Linked DNA regions of Hordeum vulgare: region 1 is linked to region 2. A link is a contact called in public Hi-C data. All regions are on one chromosome and are shown on one strand. Each heading gives the region's core, a stretch centred on a gene start, on an enhancer-like site or on the middle of the called end of the contact. The rest is flanking DNA. Distances are from core to core; before and after follow the strand shown. Region 1 has its middle 26 kb from the start of LOC123452422. Region 2 has its middle 18 kb from the start of LOC123395813.

The links. A called contact is a pair of places that touch in the nucleus more often than the background predicts.
Region 1: a contact with region 2 is called in a Hi-C map of leaf, with 2.9 times the contacts expected there. The contact joins two enhancer-like sites. A contact is called at or near these places in 2 of 6 Hi-C or Micro-C datasets (leaf and seedling).

The regions. Positions count from the first base shown.
Region 1 is chr5H:478,654,282-478,661,663 of MorexV3_pseudomolecules_assembly, forward strand. No RefSeq gene overlaps it. Among protein-coding and RNA genes, the nearest start is that of LOC123452422, 26 kb to the right of the region's middle. Within about 2 kb of position 1,995, at least 3 of the 3 cell types and tissues checked have open chromatin away from gene starts, as enhancers often do. A contact at or near this core is called in leaf, where this site is marked.
Region 2 is chr5H:478,197,508-478,204,246 of MorexV3_pseudomolecules_assembly, forward strand. No RefSeq gene overlaps it. Among protein-coding and RNA genes, the nearest start is that of LOC123395813, 18 kb to the left of the region's middle. Within about 2 kb of position 2,299, at least 2 of the 3 cell types and tissues checked have open chromatin away from gene starts, as enhancers often do. A contact at or near this core is called in leaf, where this site is marked.

The sequences.
Region 1 (7,382 bases), core at 745-3,244, 460 kb after region 2:
CGCTAGATAGAAATTTTCAAATGATTCTTTATCCCACGTTGAAGGATGGTTATATGATTCAATTATGTTAGCACTACTAAGAGATTGCATTACTGAAAGTGTGAAGCATTTGGTGTGTTGGGGACACAAGATATTACTTGTATTTGTTTGCAGGATTGTTTGACAAAGACCATCTTTATCCTAAACCTTCCACGGATTGATAAATCTTAGATCATTCACTTTAGAAAAATTTAATGTTGTCTTACAAAAACCTGTACTTAAAGGCCCAACAATATCTAAAAAATAAAGTTGCGTAGTAGACATCAGTTGTCGACGTTGATGGGGTGAGCGGACAACACGGTGACGGACGAGCTATCATAGAATAGGAGAGCAACGAACAGTGACGAAAGTGAGGAAGAGTGGTGTGAACAGAGGCGTGGGCGGTGACACGAGATAGAATGAGAATTATGAAACGTCTCGTCCGTCTCCCGTGCTCCCCGAGGCATGCAACCAAGAGTCTTGCGTGGCCGCGCTGAGCCTAACTGTCGAGAAATTGCTGATTCGGCAGTAGCTCACGGGCCTGTTTCGGCACTGCTTTACATTATGTGTAGGTCGAGATGTAGATACAGCTTAGACAATCAAACAATTATTTTTCTTTTCGTACCAGACTGATTAGGGATAATGTAGGCAATCAAACACACATCCTATAAAATAGCCTTAGAAAGAGATCCCAACAAAACTAAACCACTTGTATCTAATTTGGCCATACGGATTGGGAGTCACTGTGAGATTATCAGCTTAGCAGTAGCCGTTTCGGGTTCTTGTTTTTCTGTTTTCCGTTATTCTCTTTTCTCTGGCGCCGATCGTAGCGGGTGAGCGAGCGACTGCCGGAGACCGAGGCGGCCGCGGAGATGGCTCGCGTGGAACTGACGGAAGGCGCACCGACGACTCTCTCCACTCGATCATCATCGCGCGGCGCGGCTGGCGGTGGCCAGCTTCCGGCACAAGCGTGAACGCGGCCGGCCGCCGTGCGTGGCTGTGGCTTCCTCCAACTAGCTCTGACACGCACTGGGACAGCAACAAACTAAGCCCGGTCGGTGCCACGCCTGGGCGCTGCAGCACTGCGCAGCGGCCACCCATGGAAAGATCGACACAGCACGTTGAATGCGGTGGCCGTGCCGGGCGAGTACGCGCGTCCCCCGACGGAGCAGAGTGCAGCGAGCGGGTCGTCAGGCAGCATCGGGGGGTGTCTGCGACTGCGTCTGCATGCGCCGGCAGGCAGCCTTGTGCCAACGCCTGCGCCCCGCTGCCTCCGCCCCTTTCCTGGTAACAAATTAACTCACCGTCCACCCATGACCCATCCCATCCCTTCTGCAGTAGGCGCTCGTGGCCGCACAGCTCGCTCGCGGCCTGCCCGCGTGCGTGCGCAGACAGCCAGCCGGGGGAAATTAACGGGCGGTCACCGGTCAAGGCTCCAATGATCCTTCCACCGGCGGCCTGGTCGCCATGACGGTGGTCTCGGACGCCAGCCTTTTGTCCGCCTCGCGGTCACGAGGTGGAGGAAAGCAGAAGCGTGTCGCGTGTCTCGTGTTGCTGCTGTCACTCTGCTTCGGCTTTTTTTTTTAACATAGTACAGACGCAAGTGTTTATATGCACACGCATACACTCATCCGATAAATGCACTCACGCACGCCCTATCGTTATGAACACCGTCGAGTGATTAAGCCGGTATATCATCTTAAAATTTACGAAGTCATTGTAGACGCCTTGTCGTCGACGGAAACATCTCCTTCCACTGAAAGCGTGTCGTCGAAAATCTTGAAATAAATTTAAAAATAATGCAAGCATCAGGATTTAAACCATGTTAGGCTGAAAATATCACGGAACCATCCAACCACTATCAACCATCCAACCACACGTTGGTTTGCTGCTTCGGCTCTGCTGTGATGCGCGTGGACCGTGTGGTCGGTCGTGCGTGGACTGGATGGAGGTGCCGAAAGGTCCGCTTTTATCTCGCCTGCTGCGGAACATGGCCTGGCCTCAAGCAGTTTCTCTTGGTGGGCCGGTGTAGTCACACGGTTCGGAAAGGTTCTATTTACTGGTACGTATCGATTTTATACCTCCACGTGGTTATTCACTTTCGGAAACACTGAAAATATGAAGTCAGATTTTTTAGGAATGGCAAATATGACGTTTCTCATGGCAATTTACATTGACACGATAGAATGACAAATTTAGTTTTTAAGCACGATAATTTTCTGACAAAAAAAATAAACTGAGACGGATTTGCCATGCTCGTTAACTAAATTTGCTATTCTCGAAGAATATAATTTCTCGTGAAAAATGTTCAGTTTTTCATGGTCAAAATTCTAACATCAAATTTGTAGTGGAGTGCTTCACTTTTTTTATTTTTTGTGTGTGCTTTTCTATTGGTTTTCAAAGGTTTTCTCTGGGTTTTTTTTGCTTGTTTTTTCTTTTAGTTTTCTAAATGTTTTATGCCGATTTTCTATTTGACTTTCATTGGTTTTATTTTTTGGAGTTTTCATTATTTATTTGTCCAATACATGCCTATTTTTACTGAAGTACACATTGAAGATTTTTCATACATAAGTTTAACATTTTTCAGATATTAATTGAACATTTTTCAAGTGCACTCTGATTTTTTTCTAATACATGTTCAACCTTTTTCAGATACACATTCAACACGCTGAAACAAATGTTAAACATTTTTGAATACATGGTGCATACTTATTTAACAGGCATTGAACATTTTACATACTGGAAGAATTTCTTTTAAACGTAGAAAACATATGCTAAATGTCAGAGCATTTTTTAAATTTCATAAAAAAATTAATGGTACCAAACATTTTGTAAATAAAAGCAGCAATTTTTAATTTTGTAAACGTCTAAAAAATTCAGGGCATATTTTCGACATATAATTATTATTTTCTAAATTTTTACAAACCAAAGTGAACTGCACATTCATTTTTCTTAAATTATATTTTTAGTAAATGTCACAAACATATTTTTGAAATGCTTGAACATTTCTGAAATCTGATGATTTTTTTTAATGATATGATTTTTTTAAGTTGATTAAAGACTTTGTTTACAATGCATGTGCTTTTTTTAACATGTGAATAACATTGTTTAAAAATTTAAGTAAATTAATTTTTGAAATATATGTATTTAGAATATCTCAAAAATAAAGACAAAAGGCGAAGCAAAAATAAAAAAGACCTAACAAATAACGAGTAAAGGTAATGTGCCAACTCCTAACGGGTTCCCCTGAGGCGAGGCGATCTACCTTCTCGCAATAAGCAAGAAGTAGTCGTGCCCAAAAGTGCCACCAAAACGGGAGAGAACTGTGTGTTGCCATAGCGGCTTGTCCAAAGAAAAAAGGGCTACTTTGGATGATGTCGTTAAAGGGAGACCCCCTTATCGGTGCTTCAAGCGTTGTTTCTCATAGGTAGAACGTGTGTGCATGGTTACGGAAGTGAGGCCAAAAGATGGATTTCGCTCGGTATCGCCTATTCGGCTAGATGTATTTTTAGCATGTTTGCTTCAAACCCTTGGTTTGCTCGCTCCTGTCTCTGGTCGGCTCAGCTAGTGGTTTCCATTCCTATGTTATTCGCTTAAAAAATCAGCTTCAATTTTTATGGTTTGTGGATTTGAAGAACATGTTCATGAATACGAAAAATGTGTTCGACTACTTAGAAAATATTCGCACATTCAAAATAGTTTTCGAATTAGAAAACATCATCATCAACAACAACAACAACAATAACAAAGCCTTTAGTCCCAAACAAGTTGGGGTAGGCTACCGAATTAGAAAACATCATGCATTTAAAAAATAATGGAATTGCAAAAAAAATAATGGATTCAATTTTTTGCTATTTAAAAATATATTTCCGGATAAGAGTAAAATTGGGGAATTTGAAAAAAAAGTTTACTGGTTCAAACAAGTTTGTAAATTCTAACACAAATCATGATATGAAAAATGTTGGTAGAAATCAAAAATAAATCATTCATTTGACAATTTTTTGTGCATTCAAACATGTTTTAGAATTTTGAAAAAATCTTCATGAAATCTCATTTTTTAAATAAATTGAAGTATGTCCACAAAAATATAAAATGATTCCTTAAAATGATCATAAAATTTCAAAAATATCCTCACTTTTTAAAAAAGTTCATACATTTGAAAAAAGTTCGAGGTTCTGAAAATTAATCACGGATTATATAAATTTTATGTTTTTTAAAGAAAGAAAAAAACGGAAACAAGAACAAGAATAAAAGAACCAACTGAAAAAGAAACAAGAATAATGTGGTGGAAACTTCTAGAGTCTTCCCCTTGTTAGAAATATACCACGTCGTGTCGGTGGTGGCACGTGAGTATGTGCTCACGTTTGTGTCGATCGTGTAGGTGTAGGTCGAGTCGTAGGTCGTTGATGATCTGTTCTAGGCCAGTCACGTTGTGCGTGTTGAAGTGAGTGTGCAGATCAAACATGTTTGTGTTGCCCGGGTTGTGCGTGCATGTTGTTAGTTTGTTAGTGCATTAAATGCCTGCTAGTTGCGGTGTGCGACTGTGCGTGCATGTAGGTTAGGAGTTAGTGGTAGTAGAACTAGGATCACGTAGTTATCTGTGTGCGTACGTGTGGGGATCTCGACTCAGAAGCCGTGGTCATCGAATGCACGTGTACGGTGATTCCAAAGATCAATGATCATCGAATACACATAAACTAAAATACAAGAGTCTTACATCCTTACATACCGTGTGATACAAAATAAAGACCATTACATCAAGTCTCACATAGATAGAGCCTCGAAGGCCGACACAACAAACATACCTAGCAGTTGAAATCTTGATCAAAAGCGTGAATCCATGCCATCTGCCTTAACCTACAGGCATTCTGAATCGGAAGCGTCCTAGTTCGCATGTTCGTCACCGACGAACTCTTCTATAAATTCCCGCTCTTCCATGCCTAGCCAAATAAATAAACAGTGGCAAGCCAATGAGTATTTTAAATGTACTTGGAAGTAGCCCATGATGTGGGACAATGCAATAATTAAGCATGATATAACTCTAATAGATAATTTGCAGAAAGCAGATTTTTTTCTCGTGCAATGACATGATCAACTTCTCGTGCGGGCATGCATCATGAGGTAAGTATAACCATGTGAACATGTTACAAATATCAATATCAACTAAGGGCTCAACAACCCATGTTCACCCATCATGCCAAGTTGTCCAACTTAGCTCGGGTATCATGTTTCTCACGTGACCATCTTTCTTACACACGCACACTGTTTGGTAAACATGGACGTAGTCCAAGAGCGGTCATTCAAATGTCCTTGACTGTGAACACGACTATTTGAATAGTTTTATACTCAACATATGTTGCACACTTTATCCACAAGACTCGGAAAACTTACGTGTCAAGACATGACTCGCGGTATTTCTCATACACAAGGTAAGTACCCGAACATTACCTTTCCCATGACGATACTAGCAAAGAGACCACTAGTTGGCGACAATCCCTCGTTATGTACATCACACGTATCATCCACGAGGGTACGCAACGGTGTCCTCGCTGTGTGTGAAAACAACCCATGGTCGCTCTTTCTTGGGAGTGACCACGTCACTCCTGCCACTAGTAATGTAGGCTCTTTACTAGCACCAACCATAGTAATCAACAAAGCCTCGTCCCATATGGGGTATCGTGGTTGTACATGTAAGGTTGGACTAACAGTCGCAACTTAAACCAATTTGCTTTCGAAAGCCACACAGTCACTAGCCTCGGTAGTTTGTTCTCATCTCACACCATCTCCCTCGACATTAATGGCACCCGACGGGATTTCATAAAACCTTTGAAATCACTTTCTTTTATCGTCACCATGCACGTTCCCATCCCATTGCGTAGCATCTACTAGCAACCCAACTACTTCTCACCCGCACAACCCTCATAGGAAGGTAGGGTCATGCTCAAGCGCAAGTGTCAACGAGGAGTTATCGGGAACATCCCACTGAGGTAGTGATAACCCATAAGCGTATGAGATCGCAGAAGTTTTCGAGGATAGAGTATTCAACCCAAATTTGTTGGTTCACACAAGGGAAGCGAAAGAATATTCTCAACTATTAGCAGCTGAGTTCGTCAGATTCAACCACACCTGAAAGATTAGTGTCTGCAAGCAAAGTATCAGTAGCAAAGTGGTATGATAACAACGGTGCCAGAAACGATCTGTTGACGACAGACTATTCCTAACTATTGTATCAATGGCACCAGTAAAGAGCACGTGGACGGGGAACTATTCTTCCCAGGCAACGGCTCCAGAAAAGTCTTGCAACAAGTAGCAGCAAAGTAACATCAGTAGTGACAGCAGCAGCAAGTAACAACAGAGTAACAGAAGTAGCAACAGTAGCAGCAGCAAAGTGGCCCAATCCCTTTTGTAGCAAGGGACAAGCCTAGACAAAGTAACGTAGGAAGGACCAGTAGTAAAAGACTCATAGGCAGTGGATCGGTGATGGATGAGTATGACGGATGTGATTCATCATGTAACAGCTATAACACGGAGAGATATGTAACTAGCTCACGTTCGTCAATCTAATGTAGGCATGTATTCCGTATGTACTCATACGTGCTTAGGGAAAAGAACTTGCATGACATCTATTGTCCATCCTTCCCATGGCAGCGGGGTCCTAATGGAAACTACGGGATATTAAGGTTCTCCTTTTAATAAAGTACCGGAGCAACACATTAACACGCGGTGAATACATGAACTCCTCATACTATGGTCATCTCCGGGAGTGGTTCCGGCTATTGTCACTCCGGGGTTGCCGGGTCATAACGCATAGTAGGTGACTACAACTTGCAAGATAGGATCTAAAACACACATATATTGGCGACAACATAATAGGTTCAGATCTGAAATCATGGCACTCGGGCCCTAGTGACAAGCATTAAGCATAGCCAAGTAGTAGCAACATCAATCTAGAACATAGTGGATACTACAGATAAATCCCCGTCAAGAACTAACTCAATTACATGATAGATCTCATCCAACTCATCACCGTCCAGCAAGCCTACGATGAGATTACTCACGAACGATGAAGATCATCATGGAATTGTCGATGGAGAAAGGTTGATGATGACGATGGCGACGATTTCCCCTCTCCGGAGCCCGAAACGGACTCCAGATCTGCCCTCCAGATGAAGAACAGGATGTGGCGGCGCCTCCGTATCGCAAAACGCGATGAAACCTTCTCTCTGATTTTTTCCGGGCGAGACGGAAGATATAGAGCTGAGTTTGGGGGCGGTGGAGCCACGTTGGCCCCACAAGCCCTGACGGCACGGCCAGGGGGTGGCCGCGGCCTGTGGGCTTGTGGCCCACAGGTCCACCTCCTCCGG
Region 2 (6,739 bases), core at 1,049-3,548:
TTTTTCTCGGAAAGAATCACAATTGAGCTTCTCGAAAAGAGAAAAAAACTGCGCTTTTACGAGAAGCATTGACTTCTTGTAAAGGCTCATTTTGCTTTTGAAAGAAGCACCGATGTGTTGTTTGAAAAAAAGTGTGCTCCATGAAAAGCAGATATTTGCTTCTTATGGAGGCACAGGCCTGCTTCTGCGAGTAGAACGTATTTGCTTTTCATGAAGATCTAGATTTGCTCCAACGAAAAGCACAACCGTGCTTCCTGAAAGGGGAAAAAGTAGAAAAAACGTGGCTTCGATTTTTGTCTTCCATTTTTTCTGCAATTCATTTTTGTCGGTTGTAGGTTTGTTAATCTACTTTTACTTTTTCTTGTTTCCTATTTATCTATACATAATAATAAAGAGGCTATTGCTTTTGTCGAAAAACCCACCGTGGGGTTTTATAAAAAAGCCCCTGTAATTTTTGTTATTTAACCTGCACTCCATCATTTATCTGCAACGTAAAAGGAAAAAACGATTCGCTGCAAAAATTATACCCATACGCATCGCCTCCTCCCGTCGACCCTGGGCCACCCTGGCCTGTGCCCAGGCCGCCGCCGCACCACTCGCCGCCGCGGCCGACCTCAACCGCCACCGCAACCGATCTCAACCCACCCACCTCCGCGGCCGTACCTCTCCCCGCTCACTGCCCCTGTTGCGGCGCTCGAGCGCATCGCGTCGACCCTGGTCCACCCTGGCGTGTGCCTAGGCCGCTGCCACACCACTCGCTGCCGCGGCCGACCTCAACCACCACTGTTGTCGATCTCAACGCATCCGCCTCCGCGGCCGTACCTCTGCCCACTTGCTGCCCCCGTTTCGACGCTCGAGCACAGCTTCTGGATCAAATCAACGCGAGAGCTACAGTGACTGGGGATGATGCGTCTGCTCGATGCAGAACGGCGGCGGCGCGGCGCAGCGAAGTACTTGCAGGTGGAGGCGGGCCTCCATGGCTCACACGGGAAACTCCAAGGTTATGGCGCGGCAACGACGACTCCTTATGGCCATATAGAGGCGCCTAACCCTTGCTCCCCTCGTCGTATCCCCTCCTCCGGCAGGAACTCATCATCTGGTGAGATCCCCTCCCCATGCCTCCAACCGTGTGCCAAGCACCGGCAAGAAATTTTGTTTTGTGGGGATTTGTTTGCTGATGAATGAATGTATTGAATGTAAGATTGTATTGTTGTAGAGATAGAGAACGGAACAACACCTTCAGTTTGTCATCTGATCCCACATTCTCTACCCCATGAGTGAAATAAGATAACAGTCCATTGATCAATTCATGTAGCCTCTTTGTTTTGCTTTGCTTGTCCCGCTCAATTTCTCATCATGATGGAATTAACAATGGACGGGTTGATTTCTCAACAAAATAGGATAGAACTGACTATACATTAGTTAGTTAGCTTATTATTTTAATAAATCAAAATAATTATAAAAAGATTAAAAGCGTGTGGTATTTTTTTCTCCCGTTGCAACGCACGGGCCCTTTTGCTATTCATGAAAACAGCTGTTAAAACCAATTAACACGAGATCTATTTTCGAAGATTTCAATGTGAGAAATTCAACGGTGAAAATGATTTAAGATTTGGACCCACGAATCAAGAGAAAAAATATTTCAAATAAATAAATTCACAGGAAATAAACTTTCAGGTTATGACAAGTGACGCACATACAACATCACTTGTCAACGCCTGAGAAGGTGGGACGGGTCAGATTTTGGAAGGAGAAGGAATAACCACTCATAGATATTTAATTTGTTTCCCAGGCTCATATGTATCCGCTAGTAGTAAATTCAAACAAATTACAAAAAAAGTCAAAAAAATCTGAATTTTTATGTGATTTTTGTTTTCATTGCGTGATGTTCATGCCAAATTTCAGCTTGTTCGACATATGAGGAGCTCATGGTAAAAAAAGATAAGATCAAAACAGTAAAGTTTCATAGTCCTAAAATTTATCTTTTTTCTGAGAGCTACTAAATTGTCCAAACTCCACAAGTTTAGACCGCACATGAGCATCTAGTATCACAAAAAAATCAGATTTTTTAAATATGTTTACTAATTATCATTTTTGAGATTGAAAATGTTCACTATTTTAAACAAATTTACTCTTTGGGTGAGGAAGCACCCGAGAGCCAAAACGCTGCGTCCGGACGAGTGCCTACTTCCTTTTGAGGACCAAATGCACTTTTTCCGTGAGCAGGCAAGGTCCAACTTAATCGGCCCGTGGTTACCTTGCGGCTTGCGCGCAGTTTACACATCATTTCCAATGGCACAGCAAAAACTAATAATACACCACGGCCCATCAGGACCTGAATCCAAAAGAGTCTGACGTGCATGGAGAAGGTTTGTGAGAACAGCCACAAAATACAGAACACCGAACAAACCGCAGATTCAGGACGTATTAATTGTCTTTGTACTAAACTCGTACAGTTAATCGAAAGCAAGCTATATACTCCGTTCACTACTCAGAATGACTACTCCGTTCGTCTACCACGGCAGCCAGCCGGCCCACCTTGCCTCCTCTCCGATGCCGGCGGGACGGCCGCGGCCAGGGCCCGCGGGGAACACGGCCGTCACGGGGTAGCACTGGCAGCCGCCCCGGGGACCGAAACGCGCGGCCTCCTGCGCCGAGCGGACAGGGGGCAGCCCTTCATACGCGCGGATGCGGTCCACGGCGAAGTGCATCGCCTCCACGACGTGCCCGAAACACTGGGCGGGCGGAGACGGCTCTGCTTTTCCGGTGAAACCGGCGGCGACGGCGCTGTTGCTGTCGAGCGAGCTGCCGGGACGGACGCGCGCGGCCATGGTCGAGGCGCTGCTGCTACTCGATGGACCGTGGCCACGAGGTGAACGATCGTAGTGTTTATAACCAGGAACCAGGAGAGATATAAATAGAAGGTTCAAGAGGTTTGCATATCTACTACGTACTTGTATGCAAACTTCTCTAGCTCTTTTCTCTTCCATTCCATTTAATCTCCCCCGGACACTGATGTACTCCGTTGACGATAAACCCTTCCTTGTAACCCACGACAGAGGTGTTTCTCTGTAATGAGGTGAGATTGAGAACGCTTCATTGGTCGGTATTTTCGGTTCAGGTTCATGCCATAACATGGTCTACCATTTTTTGCCGGCCATTGGCTAATTGATGACTAGACATACCTTTATCGTTGGTTTGCCAAATATTTGACAAGATTTGTGGAAGGAATGCGAGGAGAGTACTGAAAATATAGGGACACTTCAATGTTAGAAGGGACACGGGGAGATTGGTGGAATCGATGTTTATTGCTTCATCCTCATGGGCATATATATATACAGAAATACATGATCAACTTAAAGTACAAGACAAGAAAAATAATTCCTAGTCTATCTTTTGAGGACACAAGGTCATCCTTCAGTTAACCATGGTCAAACAACTACCCACCGGAAAGGCGCCTCGCCCCAACGGATTCACGGTCGAGTTCCTTCGTGCATGCTGGCCGATCATCAAGGACGACTTCTGTGAGGCATTCGGCAAATTGTTCGTCATGAACGGCCGTGGATTCCAGAAGCTGAACAAGGCACTGCTTACCCTCTTGCCCAAGAAACCCGACGCCACTATCCTCTTTGACTACCGGCCTATCAACCTCATACACCTCTTTGCCAAACTCTTCGCGAAGGTGCTATTCGTATGGCTCGCCCCACGCCTCGGTGAGCTCGTACCCTCGAACCAGAGCTGTTTTGTGGCTGGCCGGAGCATCCATGACAACTTCTTCCTTGTGCAGCATACGGCGAGACAATTGCACCACATGGGAGCCCACCGGGCACTGCTCAAGCTAGACATAGCACGCGCCTCCGACTCTATGTCTTGGCCCTTCCTTCTCCAAGTCCTCTAGCATCTTGGCTTCGGGCCCTGTTGGTGCGAGTGGATCTCAATCCTTTTCAGGCCCTGTTGGTGCGAGTGGATCTCAATCCTCATATCCTCTGCCAAGACCCGCGTAATGATCAACGGCCGCCACGGACCATTGATCAACCATGCCAAAGGATTACGCCAGGGCGACCCAATCTCTTCTATGCTCTACGTCCTCGTTATCGACACACTAAACTTTCTCCTCCGACATGGCATCAGCGATGACATTCTCCGCCCCCTTGATACGTCCATTTTGCATCATGCTTTTATATAAATTTTATTGCATTATGGGCTGTTAATACACATTATGGTACAATACTTATGCCTTTTCTCAATTATTTTACAAGATTTACATGAAGAGGGAGAATGCCGACAGCTGGAATTCTGAATTGGAAAAGGAGCAAATCTGAGAGACCTATTCTGCACAGCTCCAAAAGTCCTGAAAAGTTACGGAGAATTGTTTTGGAATATGTAAAAAATAATGGGCGAAAGAAATACCGGAGGGGACCCACCAGGAGGTCACAAGCCAGGGGGCGCGACCTACCCCCCTGGCCATGCCCTGCAGGCTTGTGGCCCCCCTGGCAGGCCTCCGATGCCCATCTTCTACTACATGAAGGGTTTTGAACTAGAAAAAATCATATCAGACCTTTCGGGACGAGACGCCGCCGTCTCGAGGCGGAACTTCGACATAACCAATCTAGAGCTCCCGCGCGCGGAGCTATTCCACCGGGGAAACTTTCCTCCCGGAGCGGGAAATTGAAGCCATCGTCATCACCAACGATCCTCTCATCGAGAGGAGGGCAATCTCCATCAACATCTCCATCAGCACCATCCCCTCTCCAAACCCTAGTTCACCTCAGATTGGTACATGTGGGTTGCTAGTAGTGTTGATTACTCCTTGTAGTTGATGCTAGTTGGTTTATTTGGTGCAAGAGTATATGTTCAGATACTTAATGATTATTAATACTCCTTTGACTATGAACATGAATATGCTTTGTGAGTAGTTATATTTGTTCTTGAGGACATGGGATAAGTCTTGTTTTAAGTAATCATGTGAATTTGGTATTGATGACCCACAAGTATAGGGGATCAATCGTAGTCCTTTCGGTAAGTAAGAGTGTCGAACCCACGAGGAGCAGAAGGATCTGACAAGTGGTTTTCAGCAAGGTAAAATCTGCACGCACTGAAATTGTCGGTAACAAGTGATTGTGTGGTGAGATGATTCGTAGCAAGCAACAAGTAACAAAAGTAGCAACGATGCAGCAAAGTGGCCCAATCCCTTTTGTAGCAAGGGACAAGCCTGGACAAAGTCTTATAGGAGAAAAAACGCTCCCGAGGACACATGGGAATTTCTGTCATGCTAGTTTCATCATGTTCATATGATTCGCGTTCGTTACTTTAATAGTTTGATATGTGGGTGGACCGGCGCTTGGGTACTGCCCTTACTTGGACAAGCATCCCACTTATGATTAACCCCTCTCGCAAGCATCCGGAACTACGAAAGAAGAATTAAGACAAAGTCTAACCATAGCATTAAACTAGTGGATCCAAATCAGCCCCTTACGAAGCAACACATAAATTAGGGTTTAAGCTTCTGTCACTCTAGCAACCCATCATCTACTTACTACTTCCCAATGCCTTCCTCTAGGCCCAAATAATGGTGAAGTGTTATGTAGTCGACGTTCACATAACACCACTAGAGGAAAAACAACATACAACACATCAAAATATCGAACGAATACCAAATTCACATGACTACTATTAGCATGACTTATCCCATGTCCTGAAAAACTAAAGTAAATACTCACAAAGCATAATCATATTCATGACCAGAGAGGTAATGAGTACCATCAAGGATCTAAACATAAACTCTTCCACCAAATAATCCAACTAGCATCAACTACAAAGAGTAATTAACACTACTAGCAACCTTACAAGTACCAATCGGAGTCGCGAGACGGAGATTGGTTACAAGTGATGAAATAGGGTTTGGAGATAAGATGGTGCTGATGAAGATGTTGATGGTGACGATTCCCCCCTCCGGGAGGGAAGTTTCCCCGACAGGATCGTCCTGCTGGAGCTCTAGATTGGTTCTGCTCAAGTTCCGCCTCGTGGCGGCGGCGAATCCACGAAAAAGCTCCTCCCTGATTTTTTCCTGGACGAAACCCTTCATATAGCAGAAGAGGGAGGCCAGTGGGCCAGCAGGCTGCCCACAAGCCCTCATGGCGCGGCCTGGGGGAGTGGCCGCACCGTGCAGGCTTGTGGCCACGTGCTGGCGCCCCTCTGGCACTTCTTCGGCCTAGTATTTGTTATAGATACGGAAAAAATCCTAGTTGATTTTTACGGCGTTTGGAGTTGCGCAGAATAGGTATCTCAACTTTGCTCCATTTTCAGGCCAGAATTCCAGTTGCCGGCATTCTCCCTCTTCATGTAAACGTTGCAAAATAAGAGAGAAAAGGCATAAGTATTGTACCGTGAAGTGAAATAACAGCCCAAGAAACGATAAATATCAACATGAAAACATGATGCATAATGGACGTATCAACTCCCCCAAGCTTAGACCTCGCTTGTCCTCAAGCGAAAGCCTAGCTTAATAAATATGTCCACATGTTTAGGGAGAGAGGTGTCGACAAAACAAGATACGAACATGCATGCATCATGATCATGATCAGAACGACAATACAAACATATTATCTCTCATGCTAAAGTGATAATTCCTTCACAAAGTAAAGCATGGATCAAGAACCTTACCGAGAAGTAACAACCGATAGCCTTTAGTCATTGAAGCAATTGCAATTTATCACAACATTAGAAAGAGTCAAATAAG